2 separate regions of the Gossypium arboreum genome follow, and region 1 is linked to region 2. Evidence: chromatin contacts called from public Hi-C data. All regions are on one chromosome and are shown on one strand. Each heading gives the region's core, a stretch centred on a gene start, on an enhancer-like site or on the middle of the called end of the contact. The rest is flanking DNA. Distances are from core to core; before and after follow the strand shown. Region 1 holds the start of LOC108470932 (protein Brevis radix-like 4). Region 2 has its middle 18 kb from the start of LOC108470936.

Region 1 (3,798 bases), core at 902-3,401, 140 kb before region 2:
ATTATAAAGTGTAATGACATTGAAAAACAAGGAAACCTCTTAGTTGGCAGAGCATAAAGGACCCATTGAGTGTTTTAGTAGTGTATTTTACTTGGCAAGAGTTTAAGATTCTTCATAGCAACAAATATGTTGTATGATAGTTATTCATCGAGTAGTTATTCATCGAGATACTATAGCATGAACACACATCAAATTCAAAGATTCTTTTTAGCAGATAGTTTTAACTTCAGTCTACTCTACATCAGTCCATGTGACCAACAACAACTAAGATTGACAAAGAAAGAAAAGGAAAAAATAGGAAAAGTGAATGCAGAGAGATAACAGTTTTAGCAATTGAGGCCAAAATATGTCAGTTTCCACTAAACAACCTAAATCCTAGCTTTTGGGGTTCTAGAAAAATAAAAAAATATTGAAACTCGCACTCTTGCAACAACCTAAATCCATGTTCTCACTTCTTTTCCAAAGCTCAATTAGTAGATAAATGTACAACATATGATCCCATCCGAGCACCACTACAAATTCTAATCCACAAAACAAGAGCTGCATTTCTAATGTCCCATAATCAAATCTAAAACAGAAGAAGAAAACATTTGCAACAATGAAAAGGTTTTAGTTTTAGCAAAGCAAAGCCAAACATCAATTTCATGTAGAAATCAGTAAGCTTTATGGAAGCTTCTCTAATAACTTCCAACCTAAGCAAACATCAGAGAAGAACTTTAACATTCACAAAAGGTGTTTGATTTTTTTTTTCTTTTAAACAAAACAACCTTGCAAACATGCCAAAATTCCTCAAAAATGTAAAACCCAGAATGGAAAAACGTACACTAAATAGCTAAACCTCAAAAGTCCCAAAAAAGGGGGAAAAAGTAAAAGGCAAAAGCTAATACCTTTTATACAGTTCCCCAAAGGAGCCACCCCAAAGGCGTTTCCTAAACAACCCTTCAGCACACTGGTGGCCTTCCCAAAGCTCGAGCCCACCGGTGACGATCCCAGGGACGAACACAACTGGGTGATTCACCGTCAAGCCCTCTTTCCGCAACTTGACCCCGGGTGGGTCCGTCAACGGCCCTGTTATCGCCTCCGTTACATATTGCGGAATCGAAGCAGGCATTGTATTGTAAAGTAATAACAAGAACCACCACACCGAACATACAAAACCAATGAACCAACAACAACTGTCCCAACATGACCATTTCTTGGAATTATAGCTTTCTTTCCTGGGGCTCTCGTATAGGTTATTCTTCTCATCTTCCTTTACGATGTTGCACCGTAAGTTCTGGGACTTCGAGGAATCCGTCCCCTTCCTCCGCCGCGAAAACGACATCGTTATTTAATGCCAAAATATAATACAGGTTTGTTTCATTAACGGAGACTAATGAGAATCTGATACTAAGACTCTCATTAATTGTGAAAGAAAAAAAGGGGCGGGGGGCTTTTTTCTTCTCACTTGAGCCGGTGACAATAAAAGATAATGACAGCCACCACCGGAGTTAGAGGTGGAAGTATGAGATTGGGTCTTATTTAAGCTTCAAACAGACTCATTTATTTTGATATTCCAGATTCCTCTGGCGAGGGTCCAACTGTGGGTCGGGGATGGCTAAGGAGGCTAGCGTCTCCTTTTTGGACTTTTTTTAAAGCCTGAGCCTGCGGTATAATCTGTTGGGAGCCGCCGGATTGACGATAGAAACTACGGTGGTCAAAGCATCAGACGGCGGTGGTGATGGAAATTAGAAATGGGTGGATTTCAACGGTGATTGGAGGTTGGAGAGGTGTTTTGAGTCTAATATTTCGGAGTAATTAATAATGTTTGTTATGTGCCAAAAACTAAAGATGCTTTCTGACAAATACGCTTGGGAATGGAAGCCACGTGAGTGGGAGCGGATATGTGTAGATAGACCCGAATCGCTCAACGATGTACACGTTCCTGCAATTAAATCAATGATTTTTCAGCTGCAATTTGCCTCAATTTATATTGACCAATTGCCCTAAAAACACAAACCCGCAACACTAGGTTGTTGAGAATGATTAAACTAGTTCTAAAACAGACAACCCTCTGTCAAAAGTTTTACTTCAATATTAGTAATAAAAGGAAATTTGTTTTGGAAATGGGTTGGAAGATCTGATACACCACACCACTTCAGGTAGATGGTAAATGATCAACATGCACAAATGCCAAATCTCTCACTATCATTATTAATGGCACTCACGAGTTGATAACATAGCCCAAGTTAAACGAGTTCTTCGGCCTTCCAATGATGAGACTAAGCCCATCGAGTCTCTCCAGTGGGCTTTTTGAAAACTGAGAAAAAAACAAAAGCAGAAGCTCAGCAATCAGCATCACGCACCAATCATTTCATCATCGGATCACACAGTGTATTAAAAAGGGAAAGGAAACATCATCTGAGCCCAGCAACGGCCTACACCAACCACACTCTTCTACTACCAATATACAGCAACAACTGCAGTGCAATGAGTGCATTTATCCCATTATACCCATAGCTCCTTCGATGAGATTGAGGAGATTATAATTTGGTTTTATCTCTTCCATCTCTTTTCTTTTCTTTTATTAAAACCCTTTTTGTTGTTTAATTTTGTTTTTATTTTGGGTTGGCGCAGAGAATCTTTGATCCTTTTTAATTAAACGTGGCATCATTAAAGAGCTACCTGAGTCTCGAATATCGGGCTCCAGCTCCCTGAAACTTCAGAGGAAAAAAGAAAGAAAAAAAACCCTTAGTTCTCTCTTACCCATCCACTGATCCTCAGATTTCTGGGTTTGCATTAAATTTTGCTTCTCTGTACGGTAAACTCGAAAACTTGTTTATTGTATAATCTAGTTCTCAAATTCTGACAAATCATAAATGTAGTTTTCAATGTATTTCTTTTTATTTAAACAGAAGATTTCTCAGCTTTCAGAGAATTTCGAAACAACAATGCTGACGTGCATAGCTCGTTCCAAGCAACCTGGTGATGACTCGGTGAGTCAACAAGAGGAAATGGACTCTTCCACTACTCCTAACACTAAGCACAACCAAGCCATCAAATCCCTCACTTCGCAGGTAATTAGCTTTCAAATTTACGACGTCAAGGTTTTCCGGTTCTTCGTTCTTTGTTTGGCTTTAATGACTGTGTGGTTTAGTTGAAGGACATGGCGCTAAAGGCGTCGGGGGCGTACAGGCACTGTAACCCCTGCACGGCGCAGAGTCGGTTGAGGAACATGGGCGAGTCTGACGCGGACTCGGACAGGTTCAGATGGCCTTATCGTCGGACGGGGAGTTCGAGCTCAGCGACGCCGAGGACGTGGGGGAAGGAGATGGAAGCAAGGTTGAAAGGGATGTCGAGTTCGAGCGGAGAAGGGACGCCGAAATCGTTGAGCGGACGCCGAGTGGACACGGTCGTGTTCGTCGAAGAAAGTGAGCCTAAAGAGTGGGTGGCTCAGGTGGAGCCTGGCGTGCTTATTACCTTTGTTTCACTTCCTCGCGGCGGCAACGATCTCAAGAGGATACGATTCAGGTGCGCCGCGCACTTATTTTTTCTGGATTTTCGCTTTCCATCATATTAAGAAATTTTTATTCCACTTTCGAAATTCGCTGGGAAATGGACTAGTCACGTCACTGCTCCAATGCCTGCCTAGTTTATTGTTAACATCAATAAACGAACAAAATGTTAAATAATACAAAGTTATAATGGTTTTGGTTTAAATTCCTATCTATTATTTTAGACAATAATATTTGTTGTTGGGTTGGGACTTGCTCTGTCATATTTAGTTAAACTCTTTAACATGCATTCTTTTTTTTTTTT
Region 2 (3,677 bases), core at 1,029-3,528:
GGTGCAATTATCAGTATTTACTGTAGTTAATTTGCAAATTTACTGTGCTTAAGCTAACAATAATTTCAAATGGCCCCGCTTGTTTAGACTGTGTGGGGTCCAAGCCACGTGATCTCTGCTCCTTGTAGCTGGCCATGGCAAAGCCCACCGCGGAGCGCGTGTGATACAAATAATCGAGAGTGAGAACTGAGGATGACAAAGCCGCACGTGACCGCCTGCCCTTCTCTGTACAAAGCCTGTCCGCCGAGCGCACGTGTGCTATGATTTTATTGATTATTTTAAGGTTCAGAAATCAGTAAATAATAAAAAAGAGTTTTAAATGCGAGAAAGCTACTTGAGATAAAAAGAGAGAGTCCTCACCGCGTGGGTATAATCTTTTTTAATCACAAATTTGCTGTCAGAAATAAAAACAGAAAAAGGAAAAGGTGACACGGTTTTGTTAAAACCACCACTCGCTCGTACAGGTATTCATGGCCACATTCAGATTAGTTGAAATATTGTTAAGTTTGACTTTCATTTAAAATATGAAGTTGGATGCGTTCGAATTTCATCCAACATTTAAAATTTAAGTTTATATTCCATAAACCTCATTTATCAAATTTTATATTAAGTTTAAGCTTAATAATATATATTAAGAGTAATAAAGTACTTTAATAATATAAAAATATAAAAAATTCGATAAGACTTATAAATTGTTTAAATCAAGTATTATTAAGTTTGAATTTGGCTCGATTGATAATTTGAGCGCGGCTTGATAATTATTGAAGCAAATTTAATTTTTTTTTAGTCGAACTTAAGTATCTTGTGAGCACCAATATCTCATTTACACTCCTAGCCGAGTTTATATATATCTATTTTTACCATATTTGAGTGGTTTATCGAGTTAACGTTACTTTTTAGTGTCATAAGTAATTATTGAATTTTTATACAATAATAAATACTATTATATGGTTTTTTGTCATTTCAAGTTAAATTTTAAAAAAATATATGCTTGACAAGATTTGAACCCCAAAACACCATAATTTTCAATATTTTTATCATTTCAACTAAATCTTCATTTGATTTTTAAAATATATTTTTTTATAAATATATTTACTACATAAATTTTTTCACATCTAATATATGATATATATATATAATCAGCATATTGTTTGTTTGCTTAAGTTTAGGTTATGGATTTTAGAGTTTACCCAAATTTAAGTACATTTGTAAATGATTAATTTACTCAATTATATTATTTTGAATTTTTTACAAAATTTTATGTAATTACAATTTAATTTTTTATATTTTTATTGAAATTTTAAATATAAATGATATATTTTAAATATTTACATTATAGTAATATTATATACTATTATAAACTTAATTTTTGTGTGATAGAAATTAAACTACTTATAACATATAACATAATATAGTATAAATTTATATTTTTAATGTGAAAGGATTAAATTGAGAACTTTTAATAATGTTTGCATTTAAACTACTAATTTTTTATTAGATAACAATGAATACAAAAATAATGGATGGAAAGTGGAAACTACTTGAATTTACTTATTTTTAACATATTAGATGAATAAAAAGTTGAGAGTTTATTCCGTTGGTATGATTTGAACATCAACTGAATAAATCCACAAACCGAATTTATTTAATAAATCAATTTGATTCCATACAATTTAATCGAGTAAGCATCTGCTTCAGTCTAGGCCCATTCCCATATCAAAGAGAAACATTCAGAGAGCCAGCCTGGTAATAAAGACTGGACCCTACCACTCAGATGCAGCCACGTGGGAAAATGGATTTGATTATTATAATTTTACCTCTTCCACTTTTTTAAATTTTTAATCTTGATCCGATTAAATCTATTTAAGGCTATATCTATTTAATCTATACTTTTTCAAAATCTAAAATTTTAATATTGACATAAATAATATTTTTCTACCCAAAATATGTAAATAACAAAACTTAACCTAATCAATTTAACTGTTATTATTTAGTGAGTATTAAAATAAAATATAATACAGAGATCAAACATAATTAAACTAAAGCATAGAGACTAAATCCACGTAACTTTCTTAAAAGTAGAAGGACTAATAACAGAAATTAACCATTTGTCTATACCCGATTCCATTCCTTAGCAGCCGTTGTCCATGTACGGAGTAAAGTAGCAAAGAAGTTGTCTTGGCGGCTGAGCGATAAAAAAAACCACCTCGAAGAAGCAATCTCTTGTGGTGTACATCCGATGCGTTTTTATACCAGATCAGATCGCCGTAGCCACTACCAAATCGTTTTGGGACAGTTTTCGTAGCATCGACCGAACATGAGTTTCCTGTTTGGCAATAGAAATACCCCTGCAGGTATCAATTTTGTTTTCAAATAATTAGAATTTGTATTAATTTCGAAAATCGCTACTAATTTTGTTATGATCTGTTCGTATTTGAATTTGATGATGTGATTTTATATTGAGGGCTTTGGTAATTGAATAATTAGAATTAAGGATTTCGATTGAAGTAGTATGTTTCTTATAGTTTTAGAAATAGTTGTGAATTCTGCTAATGACAGGAATTCGAATGCTTTATTTTGTTTATTTGGTTTAATTTTGGATTTTAGGATCGAGTAATTGTATGGTAGTTTGCTAGTTCAAATTTCTAAAAATAAGGTTTTTGCACTTTATTGAGCCTGTCACTTTAGTGTATCAAAGATCAAGCAAACAAATTGGGTGAATTGTGTATTTTGTGGTTCTCAATTCATTTCCCCTAATGCCGGATTCTCAAGTCATTTTGTATTGTAGATATACATATATTTTTTCAGAGCTTCTGCGAGAAAATAAGCGGATGCTCGACAAATCTATTAGAGAGATAGAGAGGGAAAGGCAAGGAAAAGAAACTGATTGCTGAGATTAAGAAAAGTGCAAAGCAAGGGCAGATGGTGTGTTACATATATTTTTTACAATTTTGTTTTCTATTTTTGCTCAACATTTTTACTTATGTGTAGTTAAAATTTCTCTTAAAAAATTGGTATATCTAATTGAGAGCTTATTAGCTTGGCATTTTTATGTTTTAGTCAGTTATGTGAAGCCTTTTTTATTTTTTTGGTATAAATGAGGTTGCTTTATTGGTGATTTTGATTATGTACTGGCTTGATTCGATGTTTGATGACTAGTTTTATGTGTGAGTGACATGTTTGCTAGGATCATATCGATTTATTGCTGATTGTTCTCTACCACTTTACAGATAGATATGATGAGTTATTTTTCTTTTTCATCTCACTCATTTTAAACAAAATGCATCAATTACACTTGCGGCAATTTGGTAGCTTGAGTAATGTGTATGTCTATTTTGCTTCGTATTAGTGGACTAGTGTAGTCATTTCTTGTCTAATTGAGCTTCAATATTGTATTTCGCATCTCTTATCTTGTGAAAGTAGGTTTCTTTTAACTTTCAGATTTAAAAGTTATTGTATATGATCTGCATGTTTCTTATTGACATGAATGGGCTTTGCTGTCCACCGAGCCTACTATCCTTTAAATATTTTGTTCTCGGGATTTTATTTGAGGGATGGCAAAAGACCTTATCCGGACACGCCATCAGATTGAAAAGTTTTATAAGCTCAAATCACAGCTCCAGGGTGTATCTCTTAGAATTCAAGTATGTACTTTTATCCTTGCATTTTATCTGTGT

Evidence for each region. Hi-C and Micro-C count contacts between places; a contact is called where the count stands out from the background.
Region 1: a Hi-C map of leaf shows a contact between it and region 2, with 3 times the contacts expected there. The contact joins the promoter of LOC108470932 here to the enhancer-like site in region 2. A contact is called at or near these places in 2 of 5 Hi-C or Micro-C datasets (both in leaf).

Annotation. Positions count from the first base shown.
Region 1 is chr6:123,085,815-123,089,612 of ASM2569848v2, reverse strand. LOC108470932 (protein Brevis radix-like 4) reads left to right here and starts at 2,151. Exons shown (of 6, transcript XM_017772463.2): 1 at 2,151-2,795; 2 at 2,907-3,056; 3 at 3,137-3,510. The coding sequence starts at 2,931. LOC108474009 (phospholipid:diacylglycerol acyltransferase 1-like) reads right to left here and starts at 2,127. Exons shown (of 7, transcript XM_053029523.1): 1 at 888-2,127. The coding sequence starts at 1,324.
Region 2 is chr6:122,950,407-122,954,083 of ASM2569848v2, reverse strand. It overlaps the pseudogene LOC108470723. Among protein-coding and RNA genes, the nearest start is that of LOC108470936, 18 kb to the right of the region's middle. Within about 2 kb of position 2,278, at least 2 of the 2 cell types and tissues checked have an H3K27ac peak or open chromatin away from gene starts, as enhancers often do. A contact at or near this core is called in leaf, where this site is marked.